5 separate regions of the Mus musculus genome follow, and regions 1, 2, 3 and 4 are each linked to region 5. A link is a contact called in public Hi-C and promoter capture Hi-C data. All regions are on one chromosome and are shown on one strand. The core of a region is the stretch at or near the end of the contact, and the rest is flanking DNA. Distances in the headings are between cores, read along the strand shown. Region 1 holds the start of Marveld1 (MARVEL (membrane-associating) domain containing 1). Region 2 holds the start of Noc3l (NOC3 like DNA replication regulator). Region 3 holds the start of Hells (helicase, lymphoid specific). Region 4 holds the start of Zfyve27 (zinc finger, FYVE domain containing 27). Region 5 holds the start of Sorbs1 (sorbin and SH3 domain containing 1).

Region 1 (2,724 bases), core at 167-2,666, 1.6 Mb before region 5:
AAGACTTGCGTCGTTAAGTAAGGTATAGCCAGCAGGCCTTTGCTATCCACCACTTCTGTAGCTGACTCCACCCAAAGACTTCGTAGACGTAGGGCTGCGCAGGGAGAGAGCCAAACTACAACTAAAGACGTCATCCATCATCCATCCTAGCACTAGCTAAAGCCTGTCCCCAGCTCCTCTTGCAGCTGCCTGACTGCATTCTACACCTCCCTAGGCTGGAAGAGGGGGCAGGGAAGGGATGCTCTTCCGACTGCAGGGCAGGAGGGAGGGGGCAATGGCGCAGTCCAAAGACTGGTTCCAATTTGGGAGCCTCCCCCGGATCTACGCGGCGGCGCCTGTCCACGTCTAGCTCTCGACAGGGAATGAGGAAAGGGACTTCCAGGCTTCGCCTGAAGCGGCCCAACTGGGTGTGTGCGTCGGCGCCTCGGATGGCTGCGTGGGTCCCTGGAAGCTGATATCTGGGCTGAGCTGCGGTACAGCAGTCAGACTAGAACTGAACGTCGGGGATCCAGGGCGCGGGCAGTGGAAACGCAGGCAGGGAGAGGGTGCAGGGGCACACCGGCACTAGGCGGCGGCAGGAAGGGTTCGGGAGGGATTCCCTAAACCGATCTGGGCCGCGGTGGAGCGGGTGGCCTCACACCACCTCCTCCTTGCCCTGGTAGCGACGGCAGCAGCCGTAGAGTGCCGAGAGTAGGTAGAGGCCGAGGCAGAGGCCGCCGCAGACAGAGGCCGCCAGGAAGGCATGGTAGGCGCAGGGCAGCCGGTAGTTCTTGAGGTTGCAGTAGCTGTGGCGCTGCGTCTGGTCGATCATGATGCCCGTCGCCGCCCCGTAGAGAGCAGCCGCCAGCAGGTCGTGCGCCACGTTGACCACGAGCCAGCGCGAGCCCAGCACGGGCACCAGCTCCTGCTTGCCCAACAGCGTGATGAAGTAGAGCCCCAGGGTGAGCAGCCAGAAGAGCACGGACACGAAGAGCGCGAAGTGCACCGGGCCCTGGTACTTGCTGGTGGCAATGGTGATCCAGAAGGCGGCTCCGGCCAGCAGCTGCAGCAGCCGCAGCACGCCCAGCGGGCCGCGCAGGAAAGCCCGCTGCAGGCGCAGGGAGCCGCGGGCCGTGCGCGCCTGGGGCGGCGGCTGGCGCGGGGGCGGCGGGAGCATGGCCCCCGGACGCGGCGGCGGCGGCGGCGGCGCCCCGAGCAGCGGAATGGCGGCGCCTTGCTCGCGGGGGCGGCCCGAGCCCGGGCCCGCTGCTCCCGCTGCTCCCGCTGCTCCCGCTGCTCCCGCTGCTCCCGCTGCTCCCGCTGCTCCCGCTGCTCCGAGGCCTGCCCTCCTCCCTCTACTTCAAGTCCTCAGCGCTGCTTCTCATCGGCACCCTTCCTCCCTTCTCTCCTTTTTCTCCCTCTCTCCAGCCCTCCTACTCGCTCTTTGGCCGTCCCCTTCGTTGGTCTCCACCCCTCCTCGCGCCTCCCAGCTTCCTGCCGTCGCGCCCTCCACCCTGGCTACCCCCCCTTTCTCCTCCGCTCCCATTCCTTCCTTCTGCAGCCAGGGCTGAATGCCCGCACCCCCCTGGCCCATGACAGGCCTTTTGCCCAGGCTGCTGGGCCAAGTTTGCCACATCTGGAGCCACCCCAGCCCTTCCTGCCTCGCAGGCCTGGCCGATCTTAGGTCTTCGAGAAGAAAGCTACAACAGCCTCTGCCCAGCCTGTGGCTGGACCCTCTTGATTCTCTCCAGTCACAGGAGACTGGAGACATAATTCTCTCCCATCGAGGCGTCCCATCAAGCCTGAGTAAGCAGGAGGTCTGAACTGACAGTTGTTCTCACTGGGACATCCTCAGTACCCTTCACTTGCCCACCACAAACTCGCCTGTCCAAAGCTGGTCTCAGACTGTCTTGCCATGAAGGTCTCTTGGTCAGTGTAAGAAAACTATCACTCACTGGAGGCCCAGCTGCCTTACCCACAGCGCACAGAGCATAGCAACGCCAAACACTTCGACCATTCCTTCCTGGCCATCTTTGCGTCTTGCTTAGATTAAAAACATGTCACCTAACATGGTCAGGACAGGCCTAGGTCTCAGAGATGGCATGTCCCGTATGCTTAACTATTGACCTAGATGGCAAGGATCCCAACGATGCCAAGGTTCATTGACATTACAGGGCCCTCTCTATGTAAGCTTCCCGCGACCCAAGACAGGAGAGCAATAGTTGTTTTCATTTTTCCTGAAGACTGAAGGGTTTCAGACCAGGAAGCCAGAGATGGCTTCTCTGCTCTCCACCCCACCAAAGAGCCAACCTTTGTGCTTCAGCAATGTTACACAACTGACCTGGCTGTTCCCAACCCAGTATGGAGCTGTGTCCTGTCAATGTGGCACATTACATAATCTGTCCCCAACCAACTTCCAGTTTCTTGGGTTTTTTCCACTTCCTTCCCCAACTCATGTCCAAACTCTGTCACTTATGAACTGCAAGTTTCCCACATGAACTCAGAATGCTCTTTATTTTCCAGACACTCCCTCACCAGCAGACATACCCAGTTTAAGCACTTACTGGTTTAAGGTTGAGCTCCCCACATTGACAATTATTTGTTTGTCTGGGCCTCCATTTGAATCATCCCTAGTTCTGAGTCTACTACATCAAAAACTGGTCTATTCTGGCTTATCCATCTTTGCCTGAGCCTGGCATGTAGGAGCCCCTCAGTACATACAAATGGAGTTGCTTGCCAATTGGC
Region 2 (2,700 bases), core at 139-2,638, 1.7 Mb after region 5:
TTCCAATTAGTGTGATGAAGTAATCTAACAGTGAGACAGGCTCTGCTGTTTCCAAGACAGGGTGTGGAAGGAGAGAGAACAGGGAGAAAGTTAGAAGGGAGGTGGAAAGACGATGCCAGATAGAAGGCATTTTTCTCTGAGGTGAAAAGCAGAAAGGACTAGTCTTTGTAAGATTACCACTGTTCATGATCTCAGTGGCCCCTGGGTTTCTTCTGGCTTATCTCACCAGCTCAGAACTGTGAGGCCAACAATGTCAGGGCTGTGCTCAAGAACGATATACTTAACCCTGGGCATGGTGACTCTATAATTAGTACTTGGGAAACTGAGACAGGAGCATATTGAGTTGAGGGTCAGTCAAATAACAACGGCGTCTCTTTTTCTTTTTCTTTCTTCCTTTCTTTCTTTCTTTCTTTCTTTTTTTTTTTAAAAAACCTTTAATAGCCTCAAGTTCATCTTTGTGATTAACTTTTTATTTTTATTGTTTTTTATAATTTATTATTTTGTTTGTATATATGTGTGGGTGAGTGCCTGCCTGAGGAGGTCAGAAGAGGTCCTCAGAGATGGATGTGCTGGGAATAGAATCCGGGACTTTCTGGAGGAGCAGCAAGCACTCTTAAACACTGAACCACTTCTCCTGCCCAGTGTTTTATTCTGTTTTTTAATTTAGGAAAAGGTCTTTGGGAGACAAGTACTTAAAATACACATTCTTGCGATGCTTAAATCTTCCTGGAAGAGTTAACGATTCAGTCAGATAGTATCTTTACCAAAAAGGTAACAGAATCCTAATTCTGCAAGTCTCACCAATATAGTACTTTATCATATAATGGTTAAACCCAAAGAAAAAACGATTCCACAGTAAAACCATAGACTTTTTCTCTAGACAGGGACTACACTGGGTAGACTAGGCTCTGTAGACCGGGCCTCGAACTCACAGTGATCCACCTGCCTCTACCTCCCAGTGCTGGGATTAAAGACGTGCTCCACCACGCCTAAACTTAAGTGTGGACTTTCGGTTGGTGGAAGGTGGTGAGAGATCTTTCATCATTCGGTTCAAAGCCCCAGTGCCTGTGGAGGGATGGCTTCCAATAAAGAAGCTGCGGTTGCCCTCTAGAAGATCCAGAAGACGAAGTACCCGCAACAGGCGGAGCCACAAGACGCCGGCGATCAAAACCGCCAAGCCCTCGTCTTTTGTCTTCTCCAGGACTGAAAAGGAATCCGGGCGGGAACCTGCTTGAGTCCTTCAGCTGGGACGCCCACTCGCCCACTCTTCAGCCTCAGCGATTCTCACAAGGGTCAGTCCGTGAGAGACTGAGCCCGGGACCAGAGCCACCAGGGGGCGCACGCACCGCCGCCCGAAGAGGAAGTCCCGCCTCCCGTTTCCGGCGGCAGAAAGGGGGAGAGGCTGAAAGCGTCTTCCGGTTTGGGAAAGGTTGCGCTCAGTGCACGTGTGTCTTTTCCACCCGGCTCCTGCGTGTTCCTCTGTCCGAGTGATCTTGTCTGTGGTACTCCTCGCAGGCCTAAGGATGAAGGCGGTAAGTGCTGTCCGAACCCCGGCCCCCGGGAGTTGTGGCTGCTTGGGTTGACAGGGTCTCCCTCTGCCTGGCTTATCTTTCCCTTAGGTTTTGAGTCTGGTATAGGGGGCGGTGGCCTAACTTGGTGCTCCCTAGCCGATCTATGCTCCATCCACTTTGGGTCATTACTGGGGCTTTTGCTTCCTCGCCCACTACGCCCAAGCACGACCTCAGGCTGCAGATGCGAGGCCAGCACCGGGCCCTGCCACCGAATGGTGTCAGACTGAAGGGTTTTCCAAACTGTCTCTCGAATCTTATACACACGAGAAGCAAGTCTAAAGTTCCTTGAACCTGTTTTGTGAGACACTGAACCCGAAGAGAGCCTGTTTCCTCCTTAAAGTGTAAGGTGATAGGAAGGCTGGTGATTTTTCCCAGATGGAGAGGGAATTTAGAAGTAGCCTTGGGATTTGGATTACAAAGCACTTACCAGCGAGAGCGCTGGAATAACTTCTGTAACCTTCGCTTCTTTATGAATGACGTGAGGATTATTATTATTTAGGGTGTTGGGAAGTGTGAGTGCTTTGTAAATAATAAACCGACAAATGAATGTCAGTTGCTAAAGGCATCCATTATTTTGCTCTGAATGTGTTGCCGTACCAGTGTTAGACTAGCCTTGAATGACCGTTTGCCACAGAGAAGAGATTCATAATGTTTTGCTTTCAGATTGCACACGTGAGAGACTAGATTCAGATCACAGGGAAATCCCGTGTGGAGCAACTGATGCTCTAGTGCCATTCTGTAGGATTGCTTACTGCCGTGCATTGGTTTTTAGTTCTTACACAGGACCCGTGGTTGTGAGACAGTTTTGAAATTTGCTTTATTTAATCTATAAAGAGTTTTCCTTCACCTGATTTTAAAAATAATCAGAATTTCTTAGTTGTAGTGTCTCTTCTGTTGTTGTTTTCTAGAGAAGAAATAAAAAGCAGGTCCCAAGCTTTCGCAAGTTGATAAAAACTAGTAAAGTGAAACTTGAAAACAAATTGAAAAATAAGCAATTTAAACAACAAAGTACCATCAAGAAGTACCGAAAAGAGCAGAGGAAACTAAGGCAAGCTGTAAAAGATGCTGTGTCTAAAAAACCCATTCCGCTGGAGGACCCAAAGAGCAAACGGCCAGGTAACGAAAGTGT
Region 3 (2,717 bases), core at 113-2,612, 1.6 Mb after region 5:
GCATATGCAACAACTAAGCAGCAGGGTGGTGGCACTTCATAGTACTAATCAAGAACTAAACTTGCCAAATGTTAAAAGCTGCTTTCACTACGTTTTAAAAGATTCTGTTTTTTAAAGAAATGTACAAATACTGTAACTTACCATGAAAACATACACCTCAATTTTAGCTAAAGAACCTTACTTGTAGAAAACTAAAACAAATTGATTACTTAGGCAGCAAACAGTAATAAATTGCTAAGAAATCCTTAGGAGAAGGGAATGATATGCACACTCCAGTAATCCCAGCCAGCACTGGGAAGCTAGGCAGGGGGACCCTAGGATATGAAGGCCAGCATAATACTGTCTCAAAAACAAACCCAACAGAAAAATAGAGGGGAAGGGAATTATCAGTAGACCCGGCTTACAGCCCAACCGTTGATTAATGTCAACGTCTACCACCTCTGTCTACTAATACATACATTATGACTCGGGGCATTAAAGATTAATAATGTTGGCCATTAGGCATACAGTGAGAGAACATATTTTAAAAGCCAATAAAGATGGCAAAAGCAAGCAAACACTTACCAGTGACTCTTGACTGAATCTTAGTAGTCAAAAAAGCAATCTGAAACGTCCACTCAAAGATAAGTTGCAACCTACCCCGCCCAGACCACACTTCAGAAACCTATCTATCATTCAAAGCCCACGCCAAGATTTCCACTTTACAAGTACGGAGAAGCCAAGTGGCCAGGGCTGCTTGGAAGTTCAAGGAGAAGCAAGTGGGGGAGGCAGGCGGGGAGGCAGGCCGGGGGTGGGGGTGGGGAGCCGGGGAGAACCGCCGGCCGTGGACTTTACATTACCTCTTCTAACATCTTCCGCTCTTTCTCAAGTCCCGCAGCCTCGAGCTGTTCCTCCTCCTCCAGCATGGCTGGAGTAATCACCGCAGGCTCCGTTTGTTCGGCCATCTCTGGAGCCAAGGACCCTAAGGGAGCACGGCGGGGGCTTTCAGAACGGGATTCAAGTTACAACCCCCGAGTTCCAACTTCGGGAAGCCACGGCCTTCCCCCTCCCTGGCCGTCTGCATCGCCGGCCAAAGCCACGGACAGCGTCTGGGTGGCAAAGCCGGTCGGCCGGGACCCAGCTCGTGAGGAGACCTGTAAGGGAGACGTGGGGGAACGCTTCCGTGCCACCAAGCAGACCAGGTCGCCGCCGGCGGCTCCTCACGCCTTTTCCCCTCCTCAGCCCGGACCCCGGCGAGCTCCCTCCCCGGGGTGCAGCCTTCACGCCGCCGGCTCACCGCTGCTGCTCGCGGGCGGCTCCGCAGGCACGGCTGGACACCGGCCGGGGACCCAGTCGCCTCAAACGCCGCGAGCTAAATCCTCACACCCCGCCGGCTCGCTCGCCCCGCGGCGCAAGAAATTCGCGCGCTTCTCTTTCGCGGGAAAACCCGGTGGTCTCGCGAGACTTCGGGCTCCCCGCCCGCTGCAGACCTCGGCTCACGAGATTTGGACGCGCTTGGCTTTGCTTTCCGCCTCTCCCCAGGAGGGATGCGTTAAGCCTTTACCTGGACCCAGGCAAAGGGGGTGTAGCTAGCTCCAGCCTTGAATGTCGCCCGTGGTCACAGAGGCGCCGCAGACCGTAGTGGCCCCGATCGCCCCTTTCTTATTTAATGATGGTCCCGAGTTGTTCGGCGGGTGCAAGACCTCTTCACACACTGGATTGTTTGAACGCCCCCAATACCTGTCCTTTCGGTAGGTGAAGGTCGATGTTAGGGTGTCAAAAACGGCCAAGCTCGCTGGACCCTGACCAGTTGTAGTTCGCGGTTTTTCGTAAACTTCCTTTCCAAATAACTCTGAGGAGTGGTTTGTGAGTAAGAAGAAAGATGAGAAATTAAGATTATAGCTAGTTCAGGGGGGAAAAAGTATTTAGGATAAAATAGCGAGTGATAAACTGACTGAGAGGAACGGAGGAGAGAACAAGGTCTGTAGGTGTAGCGGAGTTGGTGTAATGCCTGCCCACAGGGAAAGGCTCCCTTGTCATCTCGCGCAGTGGAGGTCCAGGCACAGGATTAGGACTTTTGGAAGGTCAGTGATCCTTGGTTTACAGACACCCTGGAGCCCTGGAGTACATGAATCTTTAAAAAAAAAAAAAAATTTTTTTTTTTTCAGAAAACAAATAGACCGCTAATAAGAGTGGGTGCTGAAGGGTTTTTCTCGTGGCCGTTTTGCTTAGGTTTCAATTCCTTTTCTGCAATGCTTTACGCACGGAGAAGAAAAGTCCTGCAAATTGTCCGTTAATCTCTATGAGTACCAAGTCGCATTTGTAAGCCTACCCACACACCTCTAAATATGCACACTAAATAAAAATGTAAAGAAAAATTTAAGAGAAAAAGACATGGCTTTACCATAACCACCTTCGGGGGGATCCTCTATTTTAAAAAATAAGATTTTATTTGCGACAGGGTCTCACTATGCTGCGCTCCTCCCCCCCTGGTCTAGAACTTGCTATGTAGATTATGCCACCCTTGAACTCATAGAGCCCCACCTGCCTCTGCCTCCCACGTGCCAATGTATGCAACCATGCCTTGATGGTCGGCTTCCCTTCTAGGTCTTTAGGAAGAGCAGGTTGATTTGTCCAGAACAAGAGTTGGAGCACAGTGCAAATTCATTTGGTTCTCACAGAACAGACATCTGCTACATTGCTACATTAATTTCCTGACTCATCTTGGCTGCTGTGTA
Region 4 (2,700 bases), core at 127-2,626, 1.7 Mb before region 5:
TCTCAGTTCCCACCTTCCCTGCATAGCGCTGGAACACAAGTAGACCTGAATACACCTAAAGGTCACACAAGTCTCCCCAGAACTAGTCATCGCTAGAGCAGAAAGGATAGCCCAACTACTGCCTAGCTGGCCAGAACTGCTAAAGACCAGGGAGACAGGAGAGCCCAGAGGAAGAACAAAGGAACCCTAAAGTCTGTACCTTAGCAAGTATCGAACACCGTCCCCTGCATCCTTCAGGGGTTCCAGGTAGATCTCCAGCCTCTTGTAGGACAGGACCAGGTTGAAGAGATCAAACGCTGCTGACTTGGTAGGGGCAGGTGGACACTCAGAGAGAACCTCAGGCATCCCGCTGGGGCTCGCCTCCGGCCCACTCAGGTCCCGATCCGAAGTCTGCATTCTGTAATCGTAAATCCCTACACTCACGATGCACTTCCAGACTACAACACATTTCCCCCTTGCATTACAGTTCGTGTGGTTCCTAAGGTTAACTGTGAGAGGTGAACGCGAATACCCATCTCACACTGCAAGAAATTTTATTCCTACTGAAGTAGGAAGTAGCAGGGTGAAGGGGATGTCTTCGCTATAAAGCCTATCACTCTTCATGAGCCCCTCCAACGCTCCTTTCCCTCACAGACCTTTCAAGAGCATATAAACCATTAATAACCAGGTTGTTGAAAGAAGGCAGTAGGTAATGCCAAGAGAAAAGATGTCCTGTGACATCTTTCTCCTATCTTTAGCTCCTCCTTCAGGTGTCAGGGTAAGGGGGACCATCTTGTCCTGGGAAGTCTTTATGAACGCGCCAGTGTACACTGGGAGACCCTTACCAGGGCTCCCAGAGGTTCATGAATTTCTCCTAACAACACTCTTATCACGCTCTTAACCCTGGCTCCCATTCATCACTTGGAAAGGGGTCGACTGGACCCCAAACTCTCGACAGGACGAGCTAGGGAGAAAGGGAACCCAAGCAAGCGCGAGACAGGCTTAGCAGGTCAGTGCCGACAGAGGCCCAGACCACCAGCCTGTCTGAGGCCGCGCAGGGCAGGACACGCCTAAGGTCGCTGTGCCTGCAGGTGGCGACCCACACGCGGTGGGAGGGCCGGAGGGCCAGGCTCCGTAAATAAATACAGTGAGGCTGGGGCGTCACGGTCGTCACCTACCCGGACGCTGTCCCAGGAAAGGAAGAGACAGGAACGGCCAGGGGGACAGAAGGGCCACCAAGCCCCGGAGCGGTCCCTCAGGCCAGGCCCGCCCCACCCCACGCCACGCCACGCCACCTCCCACCGACGCTCCGAAGTCGCAGGTCCACCCGGGAACCGTCTGCCCCTCCACCGCCGTCGCTTCCGGGACGCGACTCACTCTGCGGTGGCGCGCCCGTGACGTCACCGCGCCCGTCCCGCCTTGGGTCCGGCCTCCGGGCTTAGCTCCTCCCACCCAAGCGCAGGTGAGCAAGCGCGTTGATACTGCGCCTGCGCACTCTTCCCTCCTTGGCTAATTTCTGGTTAACTCTGTTCCTGCCACCCAAGAGATGACTCGTTTAATGCCCGGGAGTCCTAGGACCTGGGAGCCAGCCTAGCTCCGGAACATTACAGCAAGGACAGTTAGAGAGTCTAGCGTGGTGACACACTTGTAACCACAGCCTTTTGGTTTCTGAGGCTGGAGTATTGCAAGTTCAAGGCCAGTCTTGGCTATGGGAGCTTCTGGCTCAAAAAAAAAAAAAAAAAAAAAAAAAAAAGTGGGGCGTGTGGGGGCAGGGATGGAGAAGGATAAAAAAAAAGAAAGAAAATGTGGATAGAAGCTCTGAGAACCTAGGGAAGACAGAAAACACATCTTGTATGTCAGGTGCCTATGGGTAGTGCCATTTTAACGGTGAGAGAGCCCCTGGCTTGCTGCAGGAAGACACAGCAGCACAGAAACCAGCTGTCTGCTATAGTGCTTGCCGTGAGAACGCAGAGACAAACTGTACACGACACTGAAGTTTCTCTAGTAGTATCAGTAATTTCGAGGGTTACAACATTAGCAGAGACGGAACGGTGGTCCGTAGCTGCTGTGTTCAAGGTCCTGTGCAGGCCGTTCCTAGCTCTATCCTCTTCACATCTTGTGACCCAGCTGTTGTCCCTTAAAACACACCTCCCATGGGTTTCCATTTAACCAGCAGGCAGGCAGTACACTAAGCTTTTTGTGCACATTATCTTATCTGTTCCTCCTTCAATAACCCTATCGGGGTTATCACCATTTCACAGATGAGGAGTTGTAGTCATGGTAAGTAACTTCTTTAATGTCACAGCACATAAACTGCTCGGAGCTGGGATTTGAGCCAAATACATCACTGGATGCCAGCAACCCCAGCCATACCACCACCCACACGAGGCTGCATCCACTGGCTTCATCTGTCCTGCTGTTCTCTCTCAGGTGCCTCAGTCTCAGCCAGCTGAACCCTCTTTGTTACCTGCAAGGGCCCTGGACTCTTGCCAAGTCCTCAGATTGCTTGTCACACCTGCCTGCCCCGATTCTTGCTTCCATCCAAACCCAAGCAAGCCATCATAGCAGGAGTCAGCTGTGAGCAGCCTTCCCTAGCTGTTCAGCCGACAATAACCCCTCCTCTGAGCTACCCCAAAGCTTCACTGACATCTCGTCCAGCATCTCTTTTTCAGAGAGACAGGCACGCCTGCTCTCCTCAGCCAGGACTCAGCTGCACTGGGA
Region 5 (2,700 bases), core at 77-2,576:
TTCCCTGACATCTAACAACCTTTACAGACAGGGTTCCCCTTGCCTGTGCAGTCACTAGGTCCTATTCTTACCCCACCACACAGCCTGCTAACTAGGAACACAGTTGGGCTGAAGATTCTTGCCCAAGATAGCAGAAAAGAATTAATTGTGCTCAGGTGACTATTCTGTTGTGTTGGAAAGTTGTAAGTCAACTTGACACAGGCTAAGGTCATCTGAGGGGAGGGAACCACAATTAAGAAAATGCCTCCGTAAGATGGGGCTGTAGGCAAGCCTGTAGGGCATTTTTAAAATTAGTGACTGATGGGGGAGGTTCCAACCCATTGTGGATGGGCCATCCTGAGCTCATGGTCTTGGATTCTATATGAAAACAGACTAAGCAAGCCATGGAGAGCAAGCCAGTATGCGGTATCCCTCTGTATCAGCTTCCTGACTCCTGCCCTGTTTGAGTTCCTGTCCTGACTTCCTTCAATGGGGAGCAGTGTTGTGGAAGTGTAAGCCAAATAAACTCTTTTCTCCCCAATTTGCAGAGTGGTGCAGCCAATAATCCGCTCTAGAGGCTGAGTCAGGAGGTTGGCCTGGGGTGTGAGTATGTGGGGCAGCCTCTAATCCCAGAAGGTGGGATTAAGGATCATCTTTGGCTGCACGGTGAGTTTGAGGCCGCGCTAGAATACGTGAGCCGCCTGTCCAAAAATAAATAAATAAATAAATAAATAAATAAATAAATAAATAAATAAAGACTAAAACGAGAAACTAGTAACAACGTCTTTTTCACAAGGCTGGGAAAATCAAATGAGAAAATAGGGAGCATTAGGCAACTGTCTGGTAGAATATAATCAGACTGACAGTGCCATTGGCAAGCTTTTATTCACTACATTTTATCAAGAGGAATTATGGTGCCATTTTACAGATCAGCAAAAGGGCACAGGGTTAAGTAATTTGTTTATAGCTAGGACACACTGTTATTTTACGCTTACTGTTCTTTTCAAGCTCTCTGTGGGCAAACCCTTATAGAGACCACAGGGCCAGCGTCTGGAGTCACTCGCGGGCAGCCCAGGGTAGAAAGGGTTAGCGGGTGCGCGCGCGACATCCGCGGGAACCCGCGGGCGCGCGCCCCGCTCACAGGGACGCAGGCTTGGCGGCGGGCTCTTCCTCGCCTCCCCATTGGCGCACACGCCCCTTCCTGTCACGGCCGGCCAGGCCCCGCCCCCTGGGCGCTGCCGGAGTGGACGGTTCCAGGCCATGCTAATGAGGGGCTGGTCGCCGCCGCCCATTGGCCGGCCCCAGTGTCGGTGAAGTCAGCTCGGAGTAGCAGAAAAACAGAGCGGGGCTGACTGTAGCGTGGAGCGCGAGCCGGGCTGGACGCGCGCAAGCCCTTGCCGGGGACCCGCGAGGTAAGCGGGCGGCGGCTGCGCTCTCCGGCGGCAGCTCCCGGGCGGGCGCAGCGGGCCCCCGGAGCGGTGCCTTTGTTCAGCGCGCGGAGGAGGTGCTTTTAAAGGGCCAGCTGTTGGAAGGACCTGGGGGCCCCCCTTCTCCCAGAGCATCCCCGGGTGGCCGCGGGGGACCTTCGCCGAGCCGTGTCTCCCGGCTGCTCTGTGTCCCCTCTCCCCGTCCCTTCAAGAAAAGTTGCTAGGACGCGGGGAGGTTTGGGGATTCCAGGTTTCTTTATGCCTTTTCGTTTTTGGTAGGTGAAGGTAAGTGCGATCATGGCCTCTGCTTAGGAGGGAATGTCCGCCCGCTTCAGCCTGGCTGCAGTGTGGGTGGATGGAGACGGGAGAGCCCTGGTGGGTTTGCGCTGGAAAGTGAAACTACTGAGGGTCTTTTCTGCAGTGGCCAAAGGAAGAAGGGCGCAAGTGTCAGGATGGAGGCATCTCAGGTGTATTCATTCATCAGCACACCCTTCCACTCCATCACCTAAGCCGAGGGCGGCGGGAGGGGGGCAAGCACTACGCTGCTGGCCCAGACCAGCCTGCATCCGAGCGTGTTGGTGGGTGTGTGTCTGGGTATACGGTGCTTCCGCTCACCGCCCAGGCCCCTTCATGCTTCCCTGGATGACTGGATGACAGCATCTTGCAGGGCAGCCCATCACCAAAGGGACCTAAAGCTACTCCTTTCTCTTATTTCCCAGGCTGTCCCTCCCGGGGTTTCCACGGTCTTTTCCCTGATAAGCGGTGGTGACATTCGAGATAGGAGGGAAAGGAGGCTTTAAAGTCATTATGCTTCTTTGAAGGGCGACGTGCTGTCGATTTCTGTATCCTGGAACCTCTGCGTGTCATACTATGCCTTTGAAATTCATCAGTGCTTTTTCCGGGCGGACAGAATTTATTATGCATTGCTACATAGAAGCAGAAGATCCCTCTGAGCCGGCTCATTCCATCCTGTCCGAGGGTTTTCCCAGCATGTTCTGGACGAGCCTTTGGATTTTTGTTTGAATCGCTGAGCTCTGGGTTGCCCCTGTTGTCACACGGCCGACCTACTGAAATTGCTAAAATTGATTTCAGTCAGTAGGCGGGATGTTCATCTAGAGACACCATAGAACCTGCCAGGCATGTTAGGCCGCTGACTGATCCCCCCCCCCCCCCCCCGCCCATCTTCCAGTCCCCAACACTGGTGTGTCCTTTTTCTTCCTTGGAGAAGGCCAGGGACAGCTTGTCTGACCACATGCTTTTTTTGATTTTTTAAAATACCTCTCTTTACATTTAA

Evidence for each region. Promoter capture Hi-C pulls out the DNA fragments that hold promoters and counts their contacts. Hi-C and Micro-C count contacts between places; a contact is called where the count stands out from the background.
Region 1: a contact with region 5 is called in a promoter capture Hi-C map of pre-B cells, with 3 times the contacts expected there. A contact is called at or near these places in 1 of 39 promoter capture datasets (pre-B cells) and 1 of 130 datasets of targeted methods (pancreatic cancer cells).
Region 2: a contact with region 5 is called in a promoter capture Hi-C map of pre-B cells. A contact is called at or near these places in 5 of 39 promoter capture datasets (the 3T3-L1 cell line, cranial neural crest, hippocampal neurons and 1 more), 6 of 484 Hi-C or Micro-C datasets (B cells, CD4 T cells, embryonic stem cells and 1 more), 4 of 130 datasets of targeted methods (astrocytes, forebrain, large pre-B cells and 1 more) and 3 of 9 other capture datasets (adipose tissue, embryonic stem cells and liver).
Region 3: a Hi-C map of B cells shows a contact between it and region 5, with 8 read pairs. A contact is called at or near these places in 7 of 39 promoter capture datasets (cranial neural crest, embryonic stem cells, hippocampal neurons and 4 more), 2 of 484 Hi-C or Micro-C datasets (B cells and embryonic stem cells), 4 of 130 datasets of targeted methods (acute myeloid leukemia, astrocytes, embryonic stem cells and 1 more) and 1 of 9 other capture datasets (embryonic stem cells).
Region 4: a contact with region 5 is called in a promoter capture Hi-C map of pre-B cells, with 4 times the contacts expected there. A contact is called at or near these places in 2 of 39 promoter capture datasets (erythroid cells and pre-B cells) and 2 of 130 datasets of targeted methods (large pre-B cells and pancreatic cancer cells).

Annotation. Positions count from the first base shown.
Region 1 is chr19:42,146,081-42,148,804 of GRCm38.p6, reverse strand. Marveld1 (MARVEL (membrane-associating) domain containing 1) reads right to left here and starts at 1,416. Exons shown (of 2, transcript NM_183195.2): 1 at 1-1,416. The coding sequence starts at 1,156. The coding sequence ends at 635.
Region 2 is chr19:38,817,925-38,820,624 of GRCm38.p6, reverse strand. It overlaps Noc3l (NOC3 like DNA replication regulator), which reads left to right and starts at 1,388. Exons shown (of 21, transcript NM_021315.2): 1 at 1,388-1,532; 2 at 2,480-2,687. The coding sequence starts at 1,524.
Region 3 is chr19:38,929,635-38,932,351 of GRCm38.p6, reverse strand. Hells (helicase, lymphoid specific) reads right to left here and starts at 1,362. Exons shown (of 22, transcript NM_008234.3): 1 at 1,277-1,362; 2 at 840-961. The coding sequence starts at 944.
Region 4 is chr19:42,169,243-42,171,942 of GRCm38.p6, reverse strand. Zfyve27 (zinc finger, FYVE domain containing 27) reads right to left here and starts at 1,376. Exons shown (of 13, transcript NM_177319.3): 1 at 1,158-1,376; 2 at 200-397. The coding sequence starts at 396.
Region 5 is chr19:40,512,362-40,515,061 of GRCm38.p6, reverse strand. It overlaps Sorbs1 (sorbin and SH3 domain containing 1), which reads left to right and starts at 1,326. Exons shown (of 29, transcript NM_178362.1): 1 at 1,326-1,691.